3 separate regions of the Zea mays genome follow, and regions 1 and 3 are each linked to region 2. Evidence: chromatin contacts called from public Hi-C data. All regions are on one chromosome and are shown on one strand. The core of a region is the stretch at or near the end of the contact, and the rest is flanking DNA. Distances in the headings are between cores, read along the strand shown. Region 1 holds the start of LOC100281241. Region 2 holds the start of LOC103630796 (protein phosphatase 2C 53). Region 3 holds the start of LOC100381615.

Region 1 (2,700 bases), core at 73-2,572, 300 kb before region 2:
ATCTGTGATCAATGGTTTCTCATCACTTTGCGTCCTAGTGGCTCCACAAATCTGTATCAGAAGCACGTGACAACTATATGCTAGGACAAGTGGAAGTAGATCTAATAGTCAAACAAACAGTGGTTAGAACAATGTAGTGATAACGTTGAATTGACATGAAAGAAGGCAAAAATCCCCTAGAATATCTTGGCAACTGTACTGAGCTCCTTCGTAATGTACACGTCTAAGTATAAAACATGGCCTCTTATTATACATATATGAATATGGTTGCATGTATTTCAGTTGTGAAGCCTGAAGAGCAACCATAGCTCCTCAATTCCAACCAGGACTGCAACAGTAGCAAATAAAATACCCGTGAGTCTAGCATCTAGCTAATGAGTTGATGTTGCTATACCAGCGATAAACTGGGGCAGGCCGGGACAGGACACAAAAAAGGATAGGCAGAGAGGAGCGGAGTTGTGTAATAAGACTTAAGACGTGCAATCAAACCTTCATATCATCCTCAATCTTGGCAACCTGTGACTGGATGCTGCCAACAATCTCCTTGAGCGGAGACATTGTGGGGTATTTGCCCTCATCCCACACGAACCTGAACGCGGAGCCAACACAAAAGGTTGGTTTTAGGCGTCCGATCAGCTGGGCAGCCTGGGCTGGACAGATAGCAGTTAGGCAGCAGACCTGGTGAGGTAGGTGTCGACAGGAACGCCATCGACGGTGAGGGTCCCACTCTCGACCCCTCCGGCGCGCTCGAGGTCCTCGATCTGCCTCCGGATCTTGTGTGACACGCCCTCCACGAAAACATTGGACTGCGGGCAGGGTATAGATGGCATCGAATCAGAGGCTAGTGCTCGGGGCAGCAGACGTTAGAGGTGGGAAAACGGAGATCGAGATCGTGCGGGAAGCAAAGGCGGCGGGGGGAACCTTGACGAGGTCGTCGCTGAGGGCGAGAAGCGAGTCGAGGGTGCCGACGCGGAGATCCGGGACGTTGAACTGCGCAGATGGCGGATACGGTGAGGCGACGCGAGAACTAAATTCCGGCGGGAGAGTGAGAGGGAGAGGGGTCGGAAAAGGGGATCTCTTACGCGGTAGAGCGGAGTGTCGAAGGAGTGGCGGGAGATGGAGTCCTGGAGGCGAGACCACAGGGAGCTTGCGATGGCGCCAGGTGACTGCACGGGCAGAGACACGATCCAGTAGCGTGTCGCCATGGGCGCTGGCGGTGAGACTCGGGGGAGGAGGCGCTGGTTTGGTTCGTGTGATCTGGTTGACGCAGGAGCTCGCGGCTTCGCAATGGAGGAGACGGACACCCGCACGGCCGCACCGCACGGATCAGAATTCAGAGGAGCAGGACATGTCGGCTTCTGTGTGGGGCTGACGTGTCTTTTAGCAGTGAGTAACGAGTTCGAAATTAGAGAGCTGGAATCGGCTTTGGTTCACTTAAACCAGACTCGTTGCAAAAAAATTGTGATTCCAACTAAATGAGTTAGTTTAATTTAGAATCGTTTCCTACTCAAATACTTCAAATTTTTATCATTCATGTTACTAAGCTATCATATTCAACAGTTGTTTTAACTAAATTACTACTATTGTCAACTCGCTTCAACTTTCTCAGAACTTATGGTCAGAGTCGGATTTTTAGTAATTTACAGTTGAACCAAACAGACCCTAAAATATAGTCGAGTGATCAGATAGACATATTTGATGTGCTAGGCCAATTAATTAACTTTGCAATCATAGCCTAAACCCATGATCATTTGTGTTGATGATCATAGTAGACACAAAGAACTCTTTGTTTGGAAGAAAAACTCGCTAGAGATTTTTATCTCAACCATGATACATCCTAGTTTTCTTAATGGTTCTTTAACGATGTCTAGCGCTCAATAGCTTCAGAACCCCAAAAAACACCTGAAACCCGCGAACAACGGTGGAAACGAGAAAACTCGTGTTTGAAGAGCTGAAACAAGTTGGAAACATATTCTACAAAGTGAGGTACATCTTTGAAGCTTTAACATTGCCTTAGAATGTCTGGCACTCTATTTGTCGGCGTTTTGGACCCGCGAGGACCCTCAACCGATTAGTGAATTTGACGTTGCGTGTCCCTGTCCAGATGGGTAGATGCAAGATGGAACACAAGGGGAGGATGAGGCTTATATTATCTTGCACCGGGGTGCTCGTAGTAGGGGTTACAAGCGTTGCGAGAGAGAGAGGGTGCGCCCTTGAGGTGAGTCGTCTGAGTTAGCCTTCTCTGCGTTTTCTCTCCTTCTCTGCCTGCCTCCTTTGGGAAGGCCCTGGACATCCCTTTTATAGATACAAGGAGATGGTCCAGCTGTACATGTGGGTGTAGCTATGTGCTAACGTGGCCGGCGGAGAAGTACTTGAGCCCTGTAGAAGCGCAGCTGGCGGTGCGGCCTGGGTCTTGCTGACGTTTCTTTGCCTTCGTAGGGAGCTTGAGAACAATCGACGTCATGGACGCATGCAGGGAACCATCATTACCTGTTGCCGGAGTAATCTAGATGGGACACCGGTCTTGTTCCTTCGTAGCCTAAGGCAGCTAGCTAGGGGTAGGGTAATGATGTATCCCCTGTGGCGTAGTCGGTCCGAGGCCAAGGTCGGGCGAGGCGGTGACTTCTCTTGAGGCCGAGGCTGAGGTCGGGCGAGGTTGTGACTCCTCCCGAGGCCGAGGCTGAGGCCGAGGCCTGGGGT
Region 2 (2,808 bases), core at 204-2,703:
AACTTTTTGTCGACGGTCGCACCGGACAGCCTGGTGCACACCGAGCATGCACTGTGTCCGGTGCCCTGGCCACGTCAGCCGACTATTGAGGTTTGTAGCAGTCGACCGTTGAATCTGACCGTTACCTAGACTGTCTGGGGCACACCGGACAATCCGATGCTACAACCCGAGAGCGCCTGTTGTGGGCCTCTCTGCGCAGACTGTCCGGGTGTCCCACCAGATAGTCCGGTGCACACCGGGCAGGTACTGTTCACTCTCCGGTGCACCACCAGTGCGCTGGCTGACTACCCACTTCATGCATTTCTTCGCTGATTCTTTAGGCTTCTTTTGTTCTTGAGTCTTGGACTTCTAAGCTATTTTTATGTCTTCTTTTGAAGTGTTGCGTTATCAATGTCTTAGTCCAATCCTTTTCGCATCTTGTGAACTAAAAACATAAACACTAGCAAACGCATTAGTCCACACGTTATGTTGATCATCAAACACCAAAACCTTTTGAGCCAAATGGCCCGAGGTCCATTTCCTTACATGTATAATGTACGTATACTGACTTGTGGGCCCCATAAAACTAGAGGCCCAGAGCGACCGTCCGATTCCCCCTAGGGCCGGCGATGTTTCAGACTTAGGATCCGAACTAGTATTTGGGTAGTTCGGGTTTGGATAACGAGTATCGAGTTTTTTTGTCTACCGCTTTTTGCATGTTACTTGAATGAAACTGTCTCAACCAAGATTTGTGGCATTTTGAAAACATAAATATGAAACCTACCGGTGTGAATGGCCTAAGCCTTAGGGTGTGTTTGGTTGAATGTACATGGAGGGATGGAAGAGGGTAGCCACAGTTTCAATAGTGTTTGGATGAGAGTCGCGTAGGGGCGAGGTGAACACCGGAGTAGTTTTTGGTGGCGGCGTGATCCAAAAAATCGAGTGAACGGTGTTACCTCCGCCTTATCCCACTTTAACCTCAAACCAAACACATCCTTACTAACTTAAGATTTATACAGTGAAGTACACGGGTACGTTTCTCAAGAAAATGGTAAATTGTAGAACAGGAGGAGCTATCTAGGGGTAATTTTGGTTGGTTGATTGCAAGACGGTTAGACATGGAAGCCAGGCCCACGTCGTAACTGTCTATCTGTCGGCCACTGCCGTCGTGCTTCCCGTCCGTTCCCGACTAATCATTGGCCCATCACAGACGGGAGGGCCCAGCCCAGATGCTTGCCTGCCTCTGGGGGTGTTTGGTTTCTAGGGACTAATGTTTAGTCCCTTCATTTTATTCCTTTTTAGTGTATAAATTGCTAAATATAGAAACTAAAATAAAGTTTTAGTTTCTATATTTGGCAATTTTGGAACTAAAATGGAATAAAATCTAGGGACTAAACATTAGTCCCTAGAAACCAAACACCCCATCTGTCTGGCTCAACGCCCAGACGTCACCACATGACGCCATGACATCATCATTTCTTTCACAAATCAATCATCACCCTCCCTTCCCCAAAAGATTTTGGAAGCACACGCCACTGCGAGGTGGGCCTCTTCCCGTCCCCGTCTCTGCCTGCCCAGCCAACAGCCATTCCTCTCCTCCAGTCCTCCTCGCATCACTCGACTCGACTCGACTCGCTCGCTCCACCGACCACCGTGCGCCCGCGGGCGGCGCGGCTTTGCTCCACTCCACTCGCGCCGGGGCGGTTTCCGTCGCCGCCAGGGCACCGCCCGTGACACCCTGATCTCCCTTCACCTACTCGTGGATTCGATCCCATCCAGCCCGTCCCGTCCCTCTCCCACCCTTTCCAGATCTGCCTGCGAGCCCCCGCCACGCACCCTCATGACCACCACTACCCCCCGACGCGCATCACGCGAGGGGAGCGTCACTACTGCTGCCGCCGCCAATGGCTCTCTGCCCTGACCGAGCCCATGGACGACCTCACCGTGGGGGGCCTCGCGCTCTTCGCCGCCGTCGCTGACTTCATAGACGACTCCGCTCCCGCGATGCCGCAGCCAGCGGCGGCCAGCACCGCGCACGAGCCCGAGCCCGAGCCCGGGAGCCCCTGCTCAGTCGCCAGCGACTGCAGCAGCGTCGCCACCGCCGACTTCGAGGGATTTGCCGACCTCGGCTCCGCGCTCGTGCTCGACGACCTCGTCTCCTCCGCCTCCACCTCCGCCAGCTCTGCCTCCGGGCCCAGGGCCGCCGCCGCCGCTCCCGCCAGGAGCGTCTTCGCGCTCGACTGCGTGCCGCGCTGGGGGCTCCAGTCCGTGTGCGGCCGCCGACCCGAGATGGAGGACGCCGCCCGCGTGCTGCCAACCTTCTTCCACGTCCCGCTCTGGATGCTCGCCGGCGACGCGCCCGTCGACGGCCTCGACCGGGCGTCCTTCCGCCTCCCCGCGCACTTCTTCGGCGTCTACGACGGACACGGCGGCCTCCAGGTTGCGCGCGCGATTCGATTCACCACCACCTGCGTAGCACTCGATTATTGCTCGAGCTCCCTGATCAATGAATCCCGCTGCTGCAGGTCGCCAACTACTGCCGGGAGAGAATCCACGAGGTACTGGCAGAGGAGCTCACCAAGGCAGAGGAGGCCGCGTCCGACGCTGACCTGGGTGGCCTCGACCCTAACACTCAGAAGCACTGGGAGAAGGCCTTTGTGGGCTGCTTCAGCCGTGTTGATGCAGAGGTGGGAGGAGACGCGGCGACCGAAGCCAAGCCTGTGGCTCCAGACACCGTGGGCTCAACAGCGGTGGTTGCGCTTGTCTGCTCATCGCATGTCATCGTTGCCAACTGTGGCGACTCGCGAGCGGTGCTCTGCCGGGGCAAGC
Region 3 (2,727 bases), core at 13-2,512, 510 kb before region 2:
GAGGCCATCCAACCTCCGGATGCTCCTAAGCAAGCCGACCAAGAGGGTGCGCTACTATTGCCGCGAGTTCGATGACACGCTGATGGTGCCCGTGTTTGGCAGCCACTGAGCCACATGTATGCCATCCTCTTTTTTCTAGGTACCAATAGTTCTTGTGTTGTTATTGAACAAATCGACTAATCATGGTGAAACTCCAAAGTGTAAAAATTCGGTCAGCTGATTTTATTCTAGGTAAGATATGCAGTATTTTTTTTTCTATTTAAGCTAAAAATAGTATGCATCATTCGAAGCAGCGATGGCGGCAGCTGCGCGCGCAGGCAGGGTGCGCGACAGCTACTAGTTGGGAATTGGGATACATCGCATGTTGTTTTCTAGTCGAATGGTTTAAGCAAAACGGAAAATCTTAAAAGTCTAATAGCATCTCTAACAAGGTGACTTAGAACAATGCTCTAAAAATTAAAATACTACATGATTCAAAGTGTTCAGGGCACTCAAATGAATTATGCTCCAGCAGTTAAGACCTAGATCATATATATATTTTTTAAAGCGAAATATGTTATTAGGAAAGAAAATATTGAGAGCGATGCACAAAGCAAAGACATGACACTAGTTTGAGTGTAGCAAATTTGGGTCAATTCATGGAGTTAAGGATGGATCCACATACTTAATCAGATGTTAATTTTTTTGTCCTTTTTCTTTCATTGTGAACAAATAACATATAAAATTTGTTATGTAAAATTATTTTTTTGTTTTTAGTATTAGGCCTATTAATATCCATAAAAAGTAAACATCAAATTTGTTCTTTATTTTTTAAATAATTAATATAAAATTCGAATACAAATATATATTCGGATATTTTTCACCTTTATTATTGTAGTGAGAAAATAATGGACATAAAAATTATATAACTTTTTATCCTTGTAATTCATAATATTCTTAACAACACGATTAAAAATTAGCTTCAAATTATATGTATATCTATATTAAAATATTAGAGGAACATCCCTACATGGAGTGCTCTACATTTTTGACAAAAAGTTGTAAAATAAAACACTATTAAAGTTATTTTTTTATAAATTGAACCCTATATATGTAAAAACAGGACACTGGTTTAAGGGTCGTTGAAGATGCTCTAATAAACTGAAAAAAAACTGAAACTCTTGAGATTTTACACGGAAACGCCCCCGAAAGCGCCACCACCTGACCTGCCGCGGCCGTACCCCCCCCCCCCCCCCCCCCTTCCACGAGACAAAATCCAGAACCAGGCCGGCGGCCCACTCCCACCGCCGCGCCTACGCCTTCCCCCGCCCCCCGCGCGGAGGAGGGTGCCGCCGGCGATGGAGACGACGGCCGCGGGCGCGCCAAGAGCGCAGACGCTGCGGGACCTCGCGGAGGAGGGCAAGAAGCGGGGCGTCCTGCTCCTCGTCTTCGCCTTCGGGCTGGCCTTCCTCATGTCCCGTGAGTCCTCCGGAACCCGGATTTTCATATCTCTGCTAGTTCCCACCTTCGCTGCCCACAGTGGGATGGGCTCGTGCGCGTCGGCGATTCAGCCGATGCGGTTGTCGGTGTATGGTGCCGTGATTAGGGTTATGCTGCCTGCAGCCTGCCCATGGCTTAGTTTCCCAACTGGACTTCGTGGTTTCGGCAATTAACCCTTCCAGATAGGCGGCTGCTGACTTTTGAATTCGTTTGACTTGTTGCTGCAGTGTTCTAGTTCATTGCATTATCCAGTCGCTGCCGCACTAAACTAAGTTGCACGTTGTTTTCACCGCACATGACTGGTCGCTTGTACATGACAATTGTTTGCTCTGCTCAGTGTTTTTTTTGTCAGTGGTAGTTTGTTGCTGATCTCCTGCATACAATACAGTGCAAGTCATGTTCTCAATAGTATGGATTTCGTAGCTGAAATACATATCACTAATAGTCCTGCATCTCATCCTAGACTGCATGGTAGAGTCTACCGCCAAAGATGTCTAGCACGATGCATATCGGTTTAATTTGAGTGCTCAAATAGGCAGACTTTTGAAATGTGCTTCTTTGAATATTACTGCAGGGGGTTATGTTTTGAAACAAAATTTTATTGCGCACATACAAAATATTCCCCCCTTGATTATATTTTCGCTGAACATCATTTTGCCCTATTGCAGTTACGAGCTCGTCAGTTTGGTTTAATCTGCCATTTGCCATAGCTCTGATTGTTTTGTTCCGCTACATATCGCTTGATTATGGCCTTCGTAGAAAGAGCGTAACTAGAACAGATCATGCCAGTCATTCACTCGTCAAAACAAAAGGTACTGAGGTAAAGAAAGTCATTCATCAGACTGAAACGGATGGAAAAATAGATTGGAGGAGCAAGGTTAACTCGCCTCCAGTTGAAGCAGCATTCGAACAGTTCACAAGGCACCTTATCTCAGAATGGGTAACAGATCTGTGGTACTCGCGCGTAACACCTGACAAGGAAGGTCCAGAGGAACTCATCGATGTAGTCAATACTGTCCTTGGGGAGATTTCAGTTCGGGCAAGAAATGTTAACCTTATCAATCTGCTGATCAGGTAGAAAATCTTGTTTTTGTGCAATAAATAAAAACATAGATGACACAATGTTTTCAGAACATTAGACTTCTAATACTAAAGCATTCCCTGTGTTTTCCAGGGATTTGGTCGATCTTATATGCAATAATTTGGAACTTTATCATTTCTGTCAAGCCAAGATTGGAAGAGAGAAGT

The links. Hi-C and Micro-C count contacts between places; a contact is called where the count stands out from the background.
Region 1: a Hi-C map of bundle sheath shows a contact between it and region 2, with 3 times the contacts expected there. The contact joins the promoter of LOC100281241 here to the promoter of LOC103630796 in region 2. A contact is called at or near these places in 3 of 25 Hi-C or Micro-C datasets (bundle sheath, ear and endosperm).
Region 3: a contact with region 2 is called in a Hi-C map of leaf, with 6 times the contacts expected there. The contact joins the promoter of LOC100381615 here to the promoter of LOC103630796 in region 2. A contact is called at or near these places in 3 of 25 Hi-C or Micro-C datasets (ear, leaf and tassel).

The regions. Positions count from the first base shown.
Region 1 is chr6:178,559,805-178,562,504 of Zm-B73-REFERENCE-NAM-5.0, forward strand. LOC100281241 reads right to left here and starts at 1,323. Exons shown (of 11, transcript NM_001154160.2): 1 at 1,083-1,323; 2 at 922-990; 3 at 679-806; 4 at 490-589. The coding sequence starts at 1,205.
Region 2 is chr6:178,864,584-178,867,391 of Zm-B73-REFERENCE-NAM-5.0, forward strand. LOC103630796 (protein phosphatase 2C 53) reads left to right here and starts at 1,454. Exons shown (of 5, transcript XR_555236.4): 1 at 1,454-2,418; 2 at 2,505-2,808.
Region 3 is chr6:178,357,981-178,360,707 of Zm-B73-REFERENCE-NAM-5.0, forward strand. LOC100381615 reads left to right here and starts at 1,263. Exons shown (of 15, transcript NM_001361456.1): 1 at 1,263-1,458; 2 at 2,148-2,553; 3 at 2,654-2,727. The coding sequence starts at 1,338.